Regions from separate parts of the Mus musculus genome. Here region 1 is linked to region 2. A link is a contact called in public promoter capture Hi-C data. All regions are on one chromosome and are shown on one strand. Each heading gives the region's core, a stretch centred on a gene start, on an enhancer-like site or on the middle of the called end of the contact. The rest is flanking DNA. Distances are from core to core; before and after follow the strand shown.

Region 1 (4,674 bases), core at 893-3,392, 1.6 Mb after region 2:
CCCATTTTTAATAGAGTTATTTGAATTTCTGGAGTCCACCTACTCACTATGTTCATAACAGCCTTATTTATAATAGCCAGAAGCTGGAAAGAACCCAGATGTCCCTCAACAGAGGAATGGATACAGAAAATATGGTATATTTACACAATGGAATACTACTCAGCCATGAAAAACAATAAATTTATGAAATTCTTAGGCAAATGGATGGATCTCGAGGATATCATCCTGAGTGAGGTAACCCAATCACAAGAGAACACACATGATAAGTGGATATTAGCCCAGAAACTCAGAATACCCAAGATACAATTTGCAAAACACGTGAAACTCAAGAAGAGGGAAGACCAAAGTGTGGATACTTTGCTCTTTCTTAGAACGGTGAACAAAATACCTATGGAAGGAGTTACAGAGAAAATGTTCTGAGCTGAGACGAAAGGAAGGACAATCTAGAAACTGCCCCACCCGGGGATCCATCCCATATACAACCACCAAACCCAGACACTATTGCATATGCCAAAAAGATATTGCTGACAGGACCCTGACATAGCTATCTCTTGTGAGGCTATGCCAGTGCCTGGAAAATACAGAAATGGATGCTCACAGTCATCTACTGGATAGAACACATGGCCCCTAATGAAGGAGCTAGATAAAGTACTCAAAGAGCTAAAGGGGTATGCAACCCTATAGTAGGAACAACAATATGAGCTAACCAGTACCCCCCCAGAACTGTATCTCTAGTTGCATATGTAGCAGAGGATGGCCTAGTCGGCCATCAATGGGAGAAGAGGCCCTTGGTGTTGGGAAGATCATATGCCCCAGTACAGGGGAATGCCAGGGCCTGGAAACAGAAGTGTGTGGGTTGGGGAGCAGGGAGCAGGGGGAGTATAGGGGGCTTTGGGGATAGCATTTGAAATGTAAATGAAGAAAATATCTAAAAAAAAAAAAGAGAGAGAGACTATGACCAAGGTGGCTGATAAGAAAAAAACAATTAATTAGGGGGCTTGTTTTCAGTTTCAGAGGGTAATAAGCATGAGCATAAGCCATGTTAAACATCTAAACCTGAATTGCAAGATTTATACTTCTGCAGATTGCCCCAATTAAAAGATGCAGAAGGCAGTTGCCAAAGACTAGCTAGATCAACTTTTGGTATTTGTGTAAAAGACAGTCTGTTTTTCACAACTTCAGTGACTTATAATAGAAAGCTTTATCTCTCTGTCTCTGACTCTTTCTCTGTATCTCTCTCTGTCTCTGTGTCTTCTCTTTCTCTCTCTCTTGCTCTCTCTCTCTCTCTCTCTCTCTCTCTCTCTCTCTCTCTCTCGTGTGTGTGTGTGTGTGTGTGTGTGTGTGTGTGTGTGTGTGTGTGTGTGCGCGCGCGCGCTCAAGTGTCGGTTATACAGAGAAAAGACCTGATTGGTCCTGGTGATATGAGAAGAAGAATGAAACAAAGAGGTAGCCCAGAATAAATCACTTAATGCAGCCTGATTGGGTCTTAAATCTTGACATATCAGAAGCATAAATTTAAATTATAAGTCAAAATGGGAAAATTTGCAAGACACATGGGAGAGCTGGGAGGTATGGATGGAACAGACAGAATGAATGTCACACGTAATGCCCAGAGAGGTATAATTCTTTTTCTCATAGCACAAAATATATAGTTTCTTTTATTTTGCTGAAAACTAAATTTTTATTTCTAAATATTATCAAGAACACTCTGTGTTTTCAAATAGAAAATCTTATTTATTCAAGCAAAAACACTTATTTATTAAATGTGTAAATCTTATTTCCAATCTTTAATTTCTTTAATTTGACAGAGTCTATAACTACTCAGACCTACTTGGCTTTGGGGAGATTTAAAATAATATATATGCTTCTTTGAAACTTTATTATAACATAAAATTCATTTTCAAAGCAAAATACCTTTGCCATGTAAATTAGGATTCTGCATGTATTTGGCAAACCACACCAATTGCGTGTGGACATTTGAAAGCTGATTCCACTCCACACAGAGTATAATTTAACATTCCTTCTCAGCACTAAGTTCTTTTCACCTCTCTTTGAGAATGGTTTATAGAAGACAGATGGAGGGAAACCCATGTCTCTGCTTTTCATTTTTAGAAAGTACAGGGTGACCTCAAGTTCTTTGTACTGCCAAGCACATTGGGAATAGGATCAGGTTCCCATTATTTGCATTTCCACAGGAAGAGTGCTTTCCTCTGATATGTTGGCCACAATTCAGAGCAATGCCTGGTTTTCACACACTGACGTTTTTTGTGGTGTTGAGAATAATTGGCTTGAAGCTTGGAAGATTTATCTCGTTTTGTGCCTCTGGCACTCAAAGGTGTGCTTTTGTTGAACTTTGGTTATTCTTGTTTGATTCCTACCCCCCTTAAAGCTCTAAGACATGAGAAAGCAGACTGTCAAGTGCTGCCTGTGTTTACATAAATTGTTAGTGGTTGTTGTTGTTGTTTTCTGGTTTTTTGTTTCTGTTTTTTTGTTTGTTTGGTTGGTTGGTTTTTGGTTATTTTGTTGTTTTGGTTTTTTGGTCTACTCTATCAAAAGATATTTGGGATAAAAATGTTCATTTTTATACATTGCTCTCATTAGTTCACAAGAATCAACAAACAAGACTTTAAAAATAGCACGTTCTATTCAAGTATCATTTGTAGACACCATATTACTATGAATGGATACAAAAAGTCAGCTTTGCTGCCTTTACTAAACTTTTGAGTCTGAAGTCCTGCTTGTATTTTTCTCCAATTACCCTGAATATTTCAGCTTAATGTAGAGGCATTTTAGTCTTTCCAGAGGACATAAGTACACTGTCACCTTAATAGCTATTCATTCTGTTACCCATGGTGCTATAGCTTCCAGGCCTACAAATTGAATCCTGAGTGCCACTTGTTTTTCTGCAGATAATTTTTTTTTTTGTGTTTAGTTTTAACATTGGAAGAAAAGCAAGTAAAAATATAGTGATTCCCATCAGAAGTTTTATGAAGACTATATAGATATAATAGTAGAAGGAGAATATATGTTCATCCTATGTATTAAATGTTCATTGTATGAACAGTAATACACAGTGTGTGTGTGTGGGGGGGGGAGTAGTCATTCCAACACTTCTCTACAATTCTATACTGATGTCTGTAATACATTTAGCTTACAGTTAGGAACCTAACTGAATGTAAAGCAACAAGGACTGACACAAAACCTGCCATGGACTTCAAGGAAAACAGAGGTGTATAGATAGTACTCAACCCTGGCTTCCTAGCTCATCAATGGAATGCCTTCAGGAGAAATGACTGTCAAAATATATGAAATTAATTGAATGAAATCACTGTTTTTTCTTTTGGTTTTAATATGAGGGGAATGTGTCTTGTCATTAAGCAGGTTGACATTATTATACTCAAGGATGTATCAGATCTTTTGGTCTTAAACAATATGGGGAAAGAGAAGAAACATTGAAGGACCCATCTTTACTCTTTGCTTAGAAAGTAGAGTATTGACATATGTTGTGACCATTAACTATCAGTATTTTATTTTACAGCTTAGCTTTCCCACATCAGTTTAAAACTTGTTAAAATTCCCACTGTGGGGCTTTCAGTTCATGAATTATTTTAAAACCATTAAGCATTTTGTTACACTTTAAAAATCCCAAATAGTAAAATCCAGAGGAATGCTTTTAAATATAAGAAAAGATGTTTAAAATTAATTTATTTCCATTCTTCAGCCTTCTCTCATATTTTACTTGCTGTATTAATCCTCAACACAAATGCATTCCTCTATATATTTACATGTTGAATACAAGGATAATGAACACTTTCAAAGGTCTTGGGTGATCCAATATTTCTTGTTATTATTTTAAATGGTAAAGATACTTGCAAATGTATCTAATGTAATCCAAGTGTGAGTCTAAAGTTACTCATATAAATAAGCTTCCACAGTCTGTGGCTTCTCTCATAGGTGTTACTACTTTTTTCACTTGGAGATATAATTATGGGCAAAGACATATTAGAGAGTATGGTTGCCCACCACCAATCACAAGGATTGCATAGGAAGCAGCTTAGTTGGTATAACTGAGGCTGCAGAAAGCCTTTTTCCCCAAACATGCCAATTCTCTTTAAAAATTAATTATACTTTTGTTTTTTACGTTAATCAATGTGTGTGTGTGTGTGTGTGTGTGTGTGTGTGTGTGCGCGCGTGTGCATGTGTGTGTGTAGACATCTTAGGACACCTACATGGAAGTCTGCCCTAGCCTTCCACCTTGCTGGTGGCTTAGTACCGTTGTTGTGCCAGGCTACCAGGTGATTCAGGTTTTTGGAAATTCTCCTGATTCTGCCTCCATTCTCACTTCAGGAATTAGACAGATGCTACTGTGTCTCACTTTGTGTAAATTCTGGAGGCTCAACCTCATACTCACACAGCAATCACTTTACTCCTAGCCATTACCCCATTGTTTAATGCAATTTGATTTATAAACATTAATTGTGTGCTGTTTAATAAAGAAAATTTTAATTAAACTGACCAATACCAGAAACCTAAACTTTACTTTTTCTTATACATCCTACCCATAAGACAGTCATCTCAGCTGTTGTTACTTTAGAAAACATAACTACATTTAGATAATACTACTAATATTTAGTATTTGTAGTCATTTTTCATAATTTTAATCAGCTCAAAAAT
Region 2 (4,610 bases), core at 261-2,760:
ATTATGGGAAGCACGACAGGTGAGTTGTTCACCACTGGCCACTGACACTTTGCAAGCATTTCTTCCTGTCTTAGTCTCAGTTTAGTCTTGGTGTTAATCAGGATGCAGAACTTATAGCTTGCAGTGACATTTAGAGGTAATCCAGAAGGTGTGCTGCAGCCCAGTAGCAACCAATTACATTTACAACACTTTGTAAGCTTAATTCATTGTTTCTTTTTTAAATGACACTGCTATTTTAAGGTTTGCTACTGTTTTCATTTCTTTCTCATGGCTAAGACTCAGAATCAGAGCAGAGAGCTGAATTACCTAAATGACTTCTTTTCATAAAAGCATGTGAGCTGTGTATGGGTAAAGCCTCACACACATCGTACTATTAAAGCTCTCTTGCAAACCTGTCCTACAATTACCATGCTTTTGTCTTACTTATGCTAATTTTACATAAAATTATTCTGAAATATTGATGAATTCTTTTTCTTTTTGGAATAAAATAAATTTAAGCAACCTAAAAATTTTCAGGTTGTCATAGCAATCCTCAGCTTACTGAACATCATAGTCATAGAAATTGAGAAAACACTCTCCCCACATCCCTATAAAAATAAGAAACTGGGAACATATATTCAGCAAACATCTATGCACAACACGTGGGGGAGATCACTCAGCATAATTCGAGGTTCCACTTTTCTCAGTTTCCCAAACTTTGCAGAACTCTGCTTGCATCTCTCCTGCATTTTAACAAGTTATTGCACCACTACATGCCCAGGTATTCTGTCTGTATTCTCAGTTATTCGGTCTATGAGATTCTCAGCCATGACCTGACAACACCATTTCATTTTTGTCTTCCAAAGCATTTTATTACTTTGGTAAGAAAATATTCTTATCCCTCCTGACATTTGCCATCCAAAAAGCATACTTGCTTCTAGTTTTTTCCTCCTGTTTCCGGTGGCTTTATGAAACATACAATAGGTTTTACACTTGCTTCAACTTTTCAACATCAAATCCCAGCAGAGAAAAACAAACAAACAAACAAAACAAACAAACAAACAAAAACCCACTGTTTTCCCTGTCTTTAAACATGCACCAATGAACAGTTTTTACCTCTGGCAACACGACGAGGAAGGATGGCTTTGCAGAAGTGATTGTGTCAAAAACCCTAAGTGGCTGGGAACCAAAGTGCAGCATCACAGGCAGCAATCACCAGCGAAGGAATGCCAGCCACTTACCAATGAGACGCCAGCTGCCTCTGTTCATTTTGGTGATTCTCAATCCTCATCTTCCATCCTCGTGCCCTGGACACACCTCAGGTGGAGCAGTTCCTTAGGTGCTCCACAGCCTGTGACAGAAGAGAAATCGCAGAGTTCTGAGTCCTTCACTGGGAATTTTCCTCTGGTTTGCCCTGCCTCTCCCAGCAGAAGGGACCCAGGTGAGGCATCCTCCTGACTGCCAGCTTTAATGGCACTTGGCTGCCATCAGTTGCGTGGGGCGGAGTAGTTGAGAGATGCAGGCAGGTGCAAGTGGGCGCCTCCTCCCGCTGCTGCTCCGGGCTCGCGCGCGGATGCTCCAATGCGTCCACGCGCCCCGCGCCGCGCGCCCTGACTGGCTGGGTCTCTCCCAGAGTGGCCCGCGCCCCTCCCGCTCCGCGCTGTCACCGTCGCCAGGCGCCTCACTGCTTTGCGCTGCAAAGGCTCATTTAGCATGTCCCTGCCTGTAAAAGACTGTATGCCTCAAGCAGGGCTTTGGATTTCTTTCTTTTCTTAGAAGGTACTCCCCTGGCATCACTTGCTAACCGATTCCCTCCCCATCTTTTTCTCTCCAAAGTCATGAAGGCTGTTCCCATACCTGGCCACCTCTCCACTGAGAGCTAACAGTGCTGGCAGAGTCTGGGTCCTTTCCTCCCTTGGCCTGCCACTGTCCCTGCTGATTGCCAGGCTGTGTTGATAGCTCAGACAGCCAGAGGCTCAGATTCACTTATGTGGGCTCCAGAGCAGAACTGGCACTTGGGAGAGTGTGGTTAGGTTCTAACTGGGAGGCAATTCTCTTTTTTTATGTATACATGCGAGTTTCATCTAAGAGTGCTGGGATAGGGGGTGTTATTACTTGTCCTTGGGAGTGATGAGTGGGGTAGTGGTTTAGAGTCAGCTCTGAAACAGCAAAAGAAATAGCAGTTTGTTATTTTTTGTTGTTGTTGTTGCTTTTTGTTTTGTTTTTGTTTTTGTTTTTGTTTTTCGGAAAATGTCAGTGTCCAGAAAAATCACATTGGAAATCACAATGTCCAGAGTTGAAAAAAAAAAAAAATTGCCTAGATAGTAAATCTGCGGTGACAGCTTTAGTGTCATTGTTCTTCAGGTTTCTCCACTTTCCCTGTCTTTGAGTGCTCCAGTTTCATGTGTGTGGTGGTAATCCAGTATTTATGAAATACATTTTGTTACATACATTTTGTCTCCAACTCCATGTGGCTTGCACCTGTACGTGACAAGTCTGGAATCACATACTCTCTTCTCTGCCAGCCTATCTACACTTGGAACTCTGCGTGAGCTTTGGGCTGCACCTGAACCAGGAGGCACACGCTATTCACATGTGTGTGCGTCCAGCCCAAGCCTGCGTTCATCTGGATGGATCCTCTCCGCATGGCTTTTGCCCCCAGTGGCTGCGAGAGGCTGTAATTGGCAAGGAGCACAGAGCCAGTAGCTGGAAGCCAAGATACCACTGGAGCTCTCTGATCCCGTTCTTACAGCTTTCCTGGTAATTAAAATTAGTCGTTTTCCTGGTCCTTGGCTCTTTGCACATGTTATGCAAACATCAAGACTTTATTGAATGGGTACCCTCAGGATGTAGATTCGCTTCTTTCTCCACAGCAAAGACAATTAATGTGTATTTGCATTTAATGCTTCTCTACCCTTCCATACTTTTTATTTTCTTGTTCATGCTTTCCAGTAATTAGGTTATTTTCCTTATGTGTTAACCGAGGGATAGTTTGGGAGAGGCAAGTTTTCTGGGCGGCTTCTCTGCTATGTTGGCTCAATGCCTACAGCAGGCTGTTGTTTAGGGGAAAGAATCTCCAGAGTTTTATAAGCTCTTTAAATATACTGCAGACTAGATTCTGAATCTAAAAGCTTTAAAGCTTTTTCAAAAATTGTACAATGAGGTTTTAGCTATCAATGTTTGTTATAACTGACCACTTACAGCCTTCAGGTCTTGGAGTCTGAGCATGGTGATGCTTCACTATAGTAGATATACTGTGGGGGATCTGTTGCCTTTGTTATCTATTTCTGGGTCATTAAATCCTTTATTTTAATATCTGCTTTCAACTAACCTTGATCCAGAAAAGATGAAAGTTGACTTCTAGAAATGTATTCACTAAAACAATAAATACTGAATGTATCCCAATAAATCAAGGCATGAGATCATGAAACACCAGAAAGCATGAGAAAATTTGGTAAGGCCAGAAAGAACAGTGATGAAGAGGTTTAATCTGGCTTTTCTTACAAAGAATACTTCCTTTACAACACATTACCAGACACTAATGGTGAGAGGGATATATGCAGTCTTACAGTTAATAAGTAACAAAATCTGCCTCTCAAAAGATGGATGAGAGCCAGGTTTGGTGGTACATACCTATAATCTCAGCACTCTAAGAGCCTCATGCAAGACAATCATGAATGTGGGTACAATCTCGATGACATAGCCAGGGTTCATCCTGGACTATTTAGCCAGGCAGTTCTCAAATCAATAAATTAAGGAAATAAAAAATAATAATGTAGGTGGATTAAATCTGGCTCCCATTAAACAAAATAAATTTGTGAGTTAGACATACTGTAAGTTATTGTTTAAGCATAATGTAATAACGTAATATAAGATAATATTCTTTCTTTTTGAAATCTCCTGATCATTTGAGAATGAGAAAGATGTGGGGTTTGGATTAACTAGTGATGTAAGATTTTTTTTTCTCTTTGTGCAGACCGAAATGGCAGCTTCTAGTCATTACTTAGGACAGACAAATTTACTCAGTTATCTTTCTTCAGAATCTACACTGATTTTTGCTTCTTTATTACTTACACTGTTTAACAAATATATCGTATATTAATATGCATACATATTAATTTGTCTAACTTCATCTTTCTGAAGTAAAGCTTAGAATTTTGGTATCATGGAGCTTATTTTATGCTGTCTACTTTCTATTTTTTCTGAGAACATGAAAGTTATGTTTATTATGTACATAGTTGCACTCTGTCATAGCCACAGGGCTGGCATGTAAACAAAGAGAAACAGTGATGCTGAAAGTAAGAGTCTGTCCCTTTGGGTGAAGAAAGACTAACTTATGCTTTCTGAGTACTTATCAAATGGGCTCACAAATATCACTGTGCTTTTTCTATTACTATCATGTAGAATCTTTAAAATTATGGTATTGACTTAAGATGTTTAAATGCATGGAGCCATGCATGTCTGTTTATAAAACTGTAGTGCTGCGGACTTAATAAGATAGTATTAAAACATCACATCTCTCTATTTCACAGGGTCAGCAACACTTTGGATGGATCAACCCATTCTCTACCTTGATAAAATCTTGAACACTGAATGAATTAAAAGTATTGTTTCCTTAGTAAAGCTTTCAA

What was found. Promoter capture Hi-C pulls out the DNA fragments that hold promoters and counts their contacts.
Region 1: a promoter capture Hi-C map of second pharyngeal arch cranial neural crest shows a contact between it and region 2, with 6 times the contacts expected there. The contact joins the enhancer-like site here to the promoter of Cntn5 in region 2. A contact is called at or near these places in 7 of 39 promoter capture datasets (the 3T3-L1 cell line, cranial neural crest, liver and 3 more).

The regions. Positions count from the first base shown.
Region 1 is chr9:12,494,834-12,499,507 of GRCm38.p6, forward strand. No RefSeq gene overlaps it. Among named protein-coding and RNA genes, the nearest start is that of 4930568E12Rik, 610 kb to the right of the region's middle. Within about 2 kb of position 2,143, at least 2 of the 459 cell types and tissues checked have an H3K27ac peak or open chromatin away from gene starts, as enhancers often do. A contact at or near this core is called in second pharyngeal arch cranial neural crest, where this site is marked.
Region 2 is chr9:10,903,265-10,907,874 of GRCm38.p6, forward strand. Cntn5 (contactin 5) reads right to left here and starts at 1,511. Exons shown (of 25, transcript NM_001170787.1): 1 at 1,221-1,511. Gm32710 (a long non-coding RNA gene) reads left to right here and starts at 1,181. Exons shown (of 3, transcript XR_001779092.2): 1 at 1,181-1,420; 2 at 2,505-2,739; 3 at 4,512-4,610.